2 separate regions of the Mus musculus genome follow, and region 2 is linked to region 1. Evidence: chromatin contacts called from public HiChIP or PLAC-seq data. All regions are on one chromosome and are shown on one strand. The core of a region is the stretch at or near the end of the contact, and the rest is flanking DNA. Distances in the headings are between cores, read along the strand shown.

Region 1 (4,142 bases), core at 528-3,027:
ACTCTAGCTGCATATGTATCAAAAGATGGCCTAGTCGGCCATCACTGGAAAGAGAGGCCCACTGGACTTGCAAACTTTATATGCCCTAGTACAGGGGAACACCAGGGCCAAAAAGGGGGAGTGGGTGGGCAGGGGAGTGGGGGTGGGTGGGTATGGGGGACTTTTGGTATAGCATTGGAAATGTAAATGAGCTAAATACCTAATAAAAATTGGAAAAAATAAAATAAAAGAAGGCTCTGAGACCAGACCAGCTGCCCGGAAGAGGTATAGACCAACTGAGGCATTTTACAACCTGTTGAGCGGCCTGCAGGCTGTGCAGTGTGCTTCCGATTTCCAACTTTGTGAGCTGTCACCCACACTGGGGTGGGCTTCAGTAGTACAGCTATCTTTGAGTCACTTCTCGTCCTATAAGTAACCCTTCAGCCATATTCCTGTAGATGGCCCCAATAAAACCCAGTGGTTCGCCAAACTCTGTTTTGGTGATATCTGTACTTTGGTCTGTCATGGGTTTCCTATCTGGGATGAGTAGATGTGGGTATTATGCCTCCCCAGGAAAAGTTTTTCACATAGCAGCAGGCAAAGTGACCTTGAACTTTGGCCTTTACCTCGTGGTGCTGGGATCAGAAGCATGTATAATCAGCTCTGTGGTAATGTGGTGCTAGGAACTGAACCCAGGGCTTTGTGCATGCTAGGAAGCACTCTTCCAACTGAGCCTCACTCTAGCCAGGGGACACTTTGTCCTCTGTTTACTATCAGATTCCCAAAGAGGTCAGATAGCACGTGCTTAGGAACTAGATGCCTAGATTCAAACTCAGGCTCTACCACTTTCTCTGCTATGTGACCTTGGACAAACCCATTAATTTCCTGTGCCTCAGTTTCCTCATCTACATGATGGGAGTAAAAATAATATTGCCAACTTCTTAGATCTCTTGAGAAGATAAAATGAGTTCCTGGTCCCTGGAAAGAACCATGGATATATGAGCTGCTGCTACTATTTAAGATGATACCTCTAATACTCTGTACCTGGCGAGTATGTATTGATTAAGTAACTCAGACTGCAAAGATCACTGTTTAGGGAACAGGCTAGATGCAGATGCAGAATTTACCCAAGGAGTTTTAAAAAGGCCTTCATGTTGTTGGGGTGGGGGTGGGGGTGAGGGTGGGGTCGTGGGAGAGTGTTGGGCCAAGAGTCATTTACCCTTTAGTCTGAACTTTAGCCCGACTCTGCGTGCACTATTGTGCATTTCTGAGATAGAATTTGTAGCGTTTGTTTTGTTCTTTTGAGACAGAGTCTTGCCAGGTAGCCCAGGCTGCTCCCAGATTCACTATGTTGCACATGATGGCCTCAAACCTGCAGCAGTCCTTTTGCCTTGGCTTTCTGGGTGCTGAGATTACAAGATTACACTATTCCTGACCAGTCCGCATTTTGTGAAGGAAGAAAATCCACTTCTGCCCCAAATGTAGCTAGAGCCAGAGAATAAACACAGTGGTCTTAAAATATCTCCATCTGACTAGAAAGATGATATTCCCAGCCGGGACTCTTAAAGGTGGGTCTGAATGAGGTCTCCCCTCCGAGAGCATTGTTCAGAATGTTTGCAGATGAACACAGCTACAGTCAGAACCCCGCCCTCTGGCCTGCCTCTTCAATTCACTCACAGAGACATAACAAGCCCCAGAAGAAAGGCTGAGATATGCTTACAATTGGAAATGGGTGTTTGGAAGAAACCATTGGGCAGGAACCCCATTCCCGTTCCATTAACCGCTGACTCAGAGCCAGTTGTTTGGAAAAGCCAATATGCAAACTGCTCAGTCTGCGCCTGGCCCCCGCCCCACGAGGCCCCATTAGCAGCCACTTTCCCAAAACAGCCCGCCCTGCTTTGGAAGGTTCCTTTCTATTCAACCCGAGCAGGGCCCAGCAGCAGCCTGCTTGCCAGGCCCTGAGCTGGGAAAGACAAAGGGCCGCGATTGAATTTTCTCGGCGGCGCAGAATCTGAAGATGTTGTTTACTCTAGAGAATGGGTTGAAGCTCCCGGCCCGAGGGTGCAGTCTCTAGCTGCTCACCCGCCATTAGTCATAACTTAATAAAAGCCCTAAACGGCTAGCGGAAGAGCCGGCTTCGAAGGCGCAGAGATTGCCTTAGTTCACTCCAAGAAAAGGGGTTTCTTCATCTCATTTTATTTTCTAGAAAATGCCATCTGAAATGAGGTCCACATCCAGCAGAGGCAGGCTTGGGGACTTGAAGAGGTGGATTCGAATCCTGCTCTGGTTTTATTAGCCGGAGGACCTGATGTGGCTTCCTGCAGTTAGAGCTGAAGCCGTTCGTCTGTTTTCCTCCCGTGTTTATCCTTTTGAAAGAACCCCCATTTTCATCTAGGATCCACCTGCCCTCCTGGGTCTAGAGTGAGATCCTGATTGCTTCAAGTCAGTAATGATGCTCCCCACCCTTGCCTCGGGGGCCATATGATACAACTCTAGTCAGAGCTTTGAGTGGAAATAGTTCTAGGAGTTTCTAGGAATAATCTCCCCCCATTTAAGAAAGAGTCCCATGGAAGGTAAGTCTTTTTCCTTTCTTCTCTCCAGCATTGTATTGGGCTTTTATGTATAACTTTGCTATGGTTCTTTTATAGCCAAGAGGTAAGTCTGCCCGAAGAAGCTAACATGCTGAAGTTGTCAAGAAGGAAGGAAAAGAGGGGGAGGACGTTGTTGATACTGGTGAGCTGCTGCCCCGGAAACCACCCCTTACTATGTAAGCTGGAAGAGCAGATGGACCAGGGACAGTCTACCCAGTTAGTGCATGGGGATAAGGATTACGTGGATAGCATAGGTCTGTACTTGATAGTAACTTAATCTCCTCTTTCTCCCCAGAAAGAACAGGATAGCCACAGGACTTGGTGAACCCTAAACTTCTATGCCTGGGAACCCCAAGAACCCCAGGAGAGAAACAAGTATGGAAAAAAGAATGGAAAAAGTTTTCTAAAGGTGAAAGAGGGTTGTGGGTGGAGCTGGGCTGGTGGGTGGGGCTGGGCTGGCACACTTGAAGCCCTGGGTTCCATCTCCAGGGACGGGTGCACACAGCAACTCCAGCACTGTGGAGGGGAGGCAAGAGGATCCTAAGTTCAAGTCCATACATAATGAGTTTGAGGCTCCCTGTGCAGGATCCCTAATTATATTCACTCAACTGAGAAGCACCACTGAATGCCTCCTCTAGAGCCTGGAGACATGCCTCACTCGGCTCCCAGGAGTGGAGAAGACAGGCCCAGGGGAACCATGGGACTAGTGTGTTCCACTCTAGGTGCCAGATGGGAACCGGAGGAACTTGTGTGGAATGAGGCTGATTTTGAAGCTGAACACAGGGAAGTGGAAGGGTTCCTAGCAAAAGGGACATTTGAATAGGACTTTGAAACGCCTACATTGTCATTACCCCAAAGCACTTATGTGTGAAAATAGGGAGGTTTGGGGAAACAGGGTAGGGGGTGAGACAGTAGTGATGATGTCTGAACATTAGGACATACTCAAGGAAGAGAAACAAGGGAGTGGCAGAGATGTGGATGGGCCAGAGTGTTAGGGCCTTGGGCTTAGTCATAGAGAAAGAAAGAGCAGAACGCCTCCAATGGAGGAGACAGAGGGAGTGTCACTAGGCTGCAGGGAGTGCCATTATCACTGCACAAGCTGACCGTCCTCCCACATACTGGAAAGAACAACTGGAATTTTAAACTAAATGTAGTGCCATTCCAGTAGCATAAATGTAACACTTGGGAGAAACCAAACTAAATATGCAGAGGATCAAGATGTGGGCAATATAAATCTCTCAGTCACAGCCATAGGGAGCTGTTTCCTTGTCACTGACAGACTGATCCTGAGGCTCACATGCAAAGGCAGTACAGAGACTGGCTATAGACTTCAAGACACCAGTAAAGTTATCGTAGTCAAAACAGGATGCCATTGATAACAGCTTAATGACACGGAACAGAGAACCCAGAAACAGACCCAAACATCATCCCATGGATCCCTGGCTAACCTTGAACTTATATAGTTGAGGGTGGTCTTGAACTCCTGATCCTCCTGCCTCCACCTTCTAAATCCTGGTCTTATAGGTGTGTTTAATTATACTTGACTTATGTAGTGCTGGGGATGGAATGCAG
Region 2 (4,142 bases), core at 928-3,427, 160 kb before region 1:
CCTGCCTCCCGCTCTCACATCGCTGTGGGAATGCTGGGTTTCCAGGCACTGGGGCTGCCTCTTTCTCCAGCTTTATGTGGCCTCTAAAGATCAGAACTCAGGTCCTGGAAATTGTGTGGCAAGCACTTTACCCACCCAGGCATCTCCACAACCCCACAGAGTTTGAAGAAACAGCCACCAGGCCTGACCTGTTGGTCTTGCTTGAACCCTGATCTGAACAATTTAACTAAGAGGAAACATTTTATGAGGCAATCAAGGAGCTCTGAGTAGCGATGCTAAGCAGTTATTAAGGTGCTAGTGTGACTGTGATAATGGGCTTGGTGGGGTTTCCTTTTTTTAATGTTTGTGTGTGTGTGTGTGTGTGTGTGTGTGTGTGTGTGTGTTCATGTACGTGTGTGTGCACATATGCATGTGTGATTGTGTGTACTTGTATACATGCAGGGGTATGTGTGCACACACTCGAGAGCGCACACGAGTGTTCATATGGTAATGTATATGTAGCTGAGCACAGGTGCTTGCAGGGACCAGAAGAGGGCATCAAACCCCTAGAACTGGAATTACAAGCCAGACAGGGGTAGTAGGAAAAGAACCCCAGTCCTCTCCTGGGAGAGCAGCAAGCGCTCTTAACTTCACAGCCATCTCTCCAGCTCCACCCACCCACACCCACTGTAAGAACACATACTGAAACTCCATAGATGAACCCACATGGCATCCAGAAATGCTTCAAGATAGAGATGGAGGAGAGGTGCCAGAAGAGGGCTGTGGCACCTTGAACAGAAATGGCTCAAGGGGGTAGAAGGGAGGGGGCTTTCCCTGACCTCTGCTAGCTGCACTTTCTCATGACTGAAAAAATCTAAAACAGAATAGAAACAGGAAAGTCAGACAGCAAAAGCAATAGGCGGCAGTCAGCTTCAGGGTGCCAGTGACCACAGTCCTAATTACAATGCCACTGTTCAGGAGGTACCGTGCCAATCCTTGAAAGCCCACAGCTGTCCATGCCACAGGTAAGAACCAGTGTTCCTCAGGATCAATGAAGCTCCCAGAGTCGAACATTAGTCAAACTCTCAAGTGCAGAGGCTAATGTAAATCACAAGTTGTCGTCTTTGCAAAAAACACTGAGTGCTGCGATCTATAAGCCAAGAACTCCAGTACAACAGGAGAGAGAGAAACAGAGAGAGAGACAGAGAGAGACAGAGAGAGGTCAGACCTGGCAATCTGTAACCCCAGAGCTCAGAAGATGGGATGGAGAAGGATGCACCTTGAAGCTAGCTTAGGCTAACACAAGATACTCAAAGGCAGGTGAGAGACAGAAGGAGAAAGGGTGAAGGGGATGGAGCAATAGCAGGAACTCCAGCCAAGAGGAGAGCTGGGAAGCCAAAAACACACCCAGTGGAGGCAGATGAGAAAGGTTCCATCTTAGCAGGACTGAGACCTGTGGTGGAGGGAGCCGGAAGCTCAGGCAAGGTTGGAGGGACACACAGTGAAGCTTCCTGAAGGCTGGCTGTGAGATTTGGTGGGCCTTACACCCACAAGCACTATTGCCTCCCACACCTTTCAGGGGAGGACACAGTGCCTGGCCTGGGGAGGATCACACTATCAATTGCAGAAAGAGCTTGGACCTGTGTCTGATGGCAGGGATATTAAGCTAATTTGCAGAAGCCTAAAAGTGAACTAAGCTGGGGTCACGCCAAAACTCTACAACACAAACATCTAAGGGGACCGAGAAGAGGGCTAGCTGTGGCAGACGAAAAGACAAGAACCCACAACTGGCAAGCAGGGACCCCAACCACCAACACACCCAAGGAGAAAAACAGTTACAAACCTTCCTCTCTCCTAAAAACCAAAGTGTCTCCACCTCATCTCAAAGTTCAGCCTCTAAATAGCAGGTGATAGCCCAGATGGGAAGGTGAGAGTGGAATTAATCAAGGTTATCTGGGGGTACCGATCCTAGCAGGTGTCATTTGCATAAAGCAGCCTTGGGGAAACTGAAGGCAAACCTCTAGACTGCCAGCCTAGAGACCAGTGGGGCAGAGCAGCCTCCAGCTTTCCAACCACACCTGCCCCTCCCCCCACGGACTACGGGAAGCACGCAGGCCCCCTGCTCTCACTTCCAGAGGCCAGACTCAGGTCCTCACAGAACTAAAAAACTAAAGCTAAAAGCTAGAGTTGACCTTTGCTCCTTCCGGGCCAGACAAATAGAAGGCTCCCCTGGGCCACACCCAACTGCTTAAGATCTCCACCACATGTTTATACTCAAGATGGAGAAAATGGAACTTACAGAGATAAAGTAGCCATCCTCTTTCCAAGGCAAAACCATTAACAGAGAAGTCTCTTTGTTTCCACATCAAGGACTGCCATAACTCATTCAAATTCCACAATAAAACCTGATAGGTGAGTTAATCCTAACTCCTTTGTTAGGCAGCCTATCAAAGAACTGACTGTGTGACCTTGGGAGGCTCACTAAACCTCTCGGAGCTCCTTCACAGGTCTCAATCACAAATGAAGTTTTTACATTTGAATGGCTGGTGTTTTAAGAATTGGCTTAAAAAAGAATTTACCTCCCTTTCCTACCCAAATTCCCACTGGGAAGCCCACTGATTATCACAACTAGAATGGATGAGGAGTGAACTGGCCTTAGAAGTGTGGGCTCCCAGATTCATCTCACACACACATTCAGGCAGATCCAGAGGCAGACACCCCAACATCACCCCAGATCTAAAGCCCTGTAGCTGGCTGGCAGCATGTTAGAGAGCTCGTCTGGCCCATGTGAGGCCCTGAGTCCCATCCCCAGAACAAGCCTGAGGCCACAGAAAAACCAATGGCAGAGGCTTCCCAACCAAAGCTCCCTACACCACCAGGGAGCTGAGGGACCGAGCCTCAAACTCACTGAGTACCTTCAATGCCCTCTACCACCAGCACCACAGATTTGAGCTCCTGGGCTCAAAGACCAAATCCAGAGGCTCCAGTCTCCCTCGAACCCCAAAGACACTGAACTGAATAAACATTAAGGCAACACACCCAGATAAGCCCCAGCATTGCTGGGCGGGGTGGCCGACGCCTTTAATCCCAGTACTCCAGAGGCAGAGTGAGTTCCAAGCCAGTCAAGCTATATACAGTGAGACCCTGTCTCAGACACCCACTAGCACCAAATGATTCATACTGACTTTTGGGTTGGGGCAAAGATTTCTTCCAAACATTCCTCAGGCTCCACCCCATTTTCTCCACCCATGTGTAGGACACTACTCCCATCTTCCTAAGAACTAAAGAGGGCACTGAATGCCTCAGGACCCCTACTCCTTCCTTTTCCACAGGACTACAAGCTCCAAGAGAAGATCTGAAACACACACAACAAAGCATATTGCAAAGCCACTCAAGCTTCCTTTCCAGACACTGTTCTTTCTACCTAGTAACAGGGAGTTGGCCAGTCTCTCATTAGAAATGCTATCTCCCACATCCCTTATGCACTGAGGTATTCTGAAAGGAAAACAGGGTGCCAGGACAAGCCACACTGAGCAGAAGTTTGAAACAGAGGCCACATCGTTAAGACAATCAGGATGGGACTGGAGGATGTGGGAGCAAGAAGAGCCCCGTGAACGATAGGAAAACAGGAGAGTGCAGAGGTTGAAAGCTCAGCTATCAATTAAAATGACTTAGACAGCCTTCCCCCACCACCTTACAATTGACAAACTGGACGTGGTAATAGGCAAGCTGCCCGTGTGCTATCCAGAGGTGACTTCATCTTCTACTTGATCCTTCATGATGTCATTTCACTAGATGCCATCAAGCTTGAGAGCAGCTGACAAGAGCGCTTCCCTAGCAAGCACAATTCGCTGTTCTCGATGGAAACACACAAGGTGAAGGCAGGAGGATGGGAGGCTCCAGGTTATCCTTGGCAATACAGTAAGCAAGGTTGATGCCTCCCTGGGCTACATAAGACCCTGTCTCAAACACAAAAGAAAAAAGTACATCTAACCAGTAACTATAAGGCATTCATCATTTGGGAGCCAAAAACTCAACCTTACTAGCACTTAGTAAGTGAAAGATTTCCTACACTTTGTTTTGAGACACCGTCTCATTTTATAGCTCCGGTTGGCTTGGAACTCAGAGATCTGCCGGTTTCTGACTCGCAGGACTAAGAATAC

What was found. HiChIP or PLAC-seq counts read pairs in DNA pulled down with a chosen protein or histone mark.
Region 2: a contact with region 1 is called in an HNF4G HiChIP or PLAC-seq map of pancreatic cancer cells. The contact joins the enhancer-like site here to the promoter of Parvaos in region 1. A contact is called at or near these places in 2 of 15 datasets of contacts at CTCF or cohesin (both in the NIH/3T3 cell line), 3 of 484 Hi-C or Micro-C datasets (palatal mesenchyme, reprogramming fibroblasts and uterus), 7 of 115 datasets of contacts at active chromatin or transcription factors (embryonic fibroblasts, embryonic limb bud, embryonic stem cells and 4 more) and 2 of 9 other capture datasets (adipose tissue and liver).

Annotation. Positions count from the first base shown.
Region 1 is chr7:112,533,318-112,537,459 of GRCm38.p6, reverse strand. It overlaps Parvaos (parvin, alpha, opposite strand), which reads left to right and starts at 1,777. Exons shown (of 5, transcript NR_154467.1): 1 at 1,777-2,552; 2 at 2,628-2,712; 3 at 2,866-2,979. All of the region lies in intron 1 of Parva (parvin, alpha), which reads right to left.
Region 2 is chr7:112,689,611-112,693,752 of GRCm38.p6, reverse strand. All of the region lies in intron 1 of Tead1 (TEA domain family member 1), which reads right to left. Among named protein-coding and RNA genes, the nearest start is that of Tead1, 12 kb to the right of the region's middle. Within about 2 kb of position 2,177, at least 46 of the 459 cell types and tissues checked have an H3K27ac peak or open chromatin away from gene starts, as enhancers often do. A contact at or near this core is called in embryonic stem cells and pancreatic cancer cells, where this site is marked.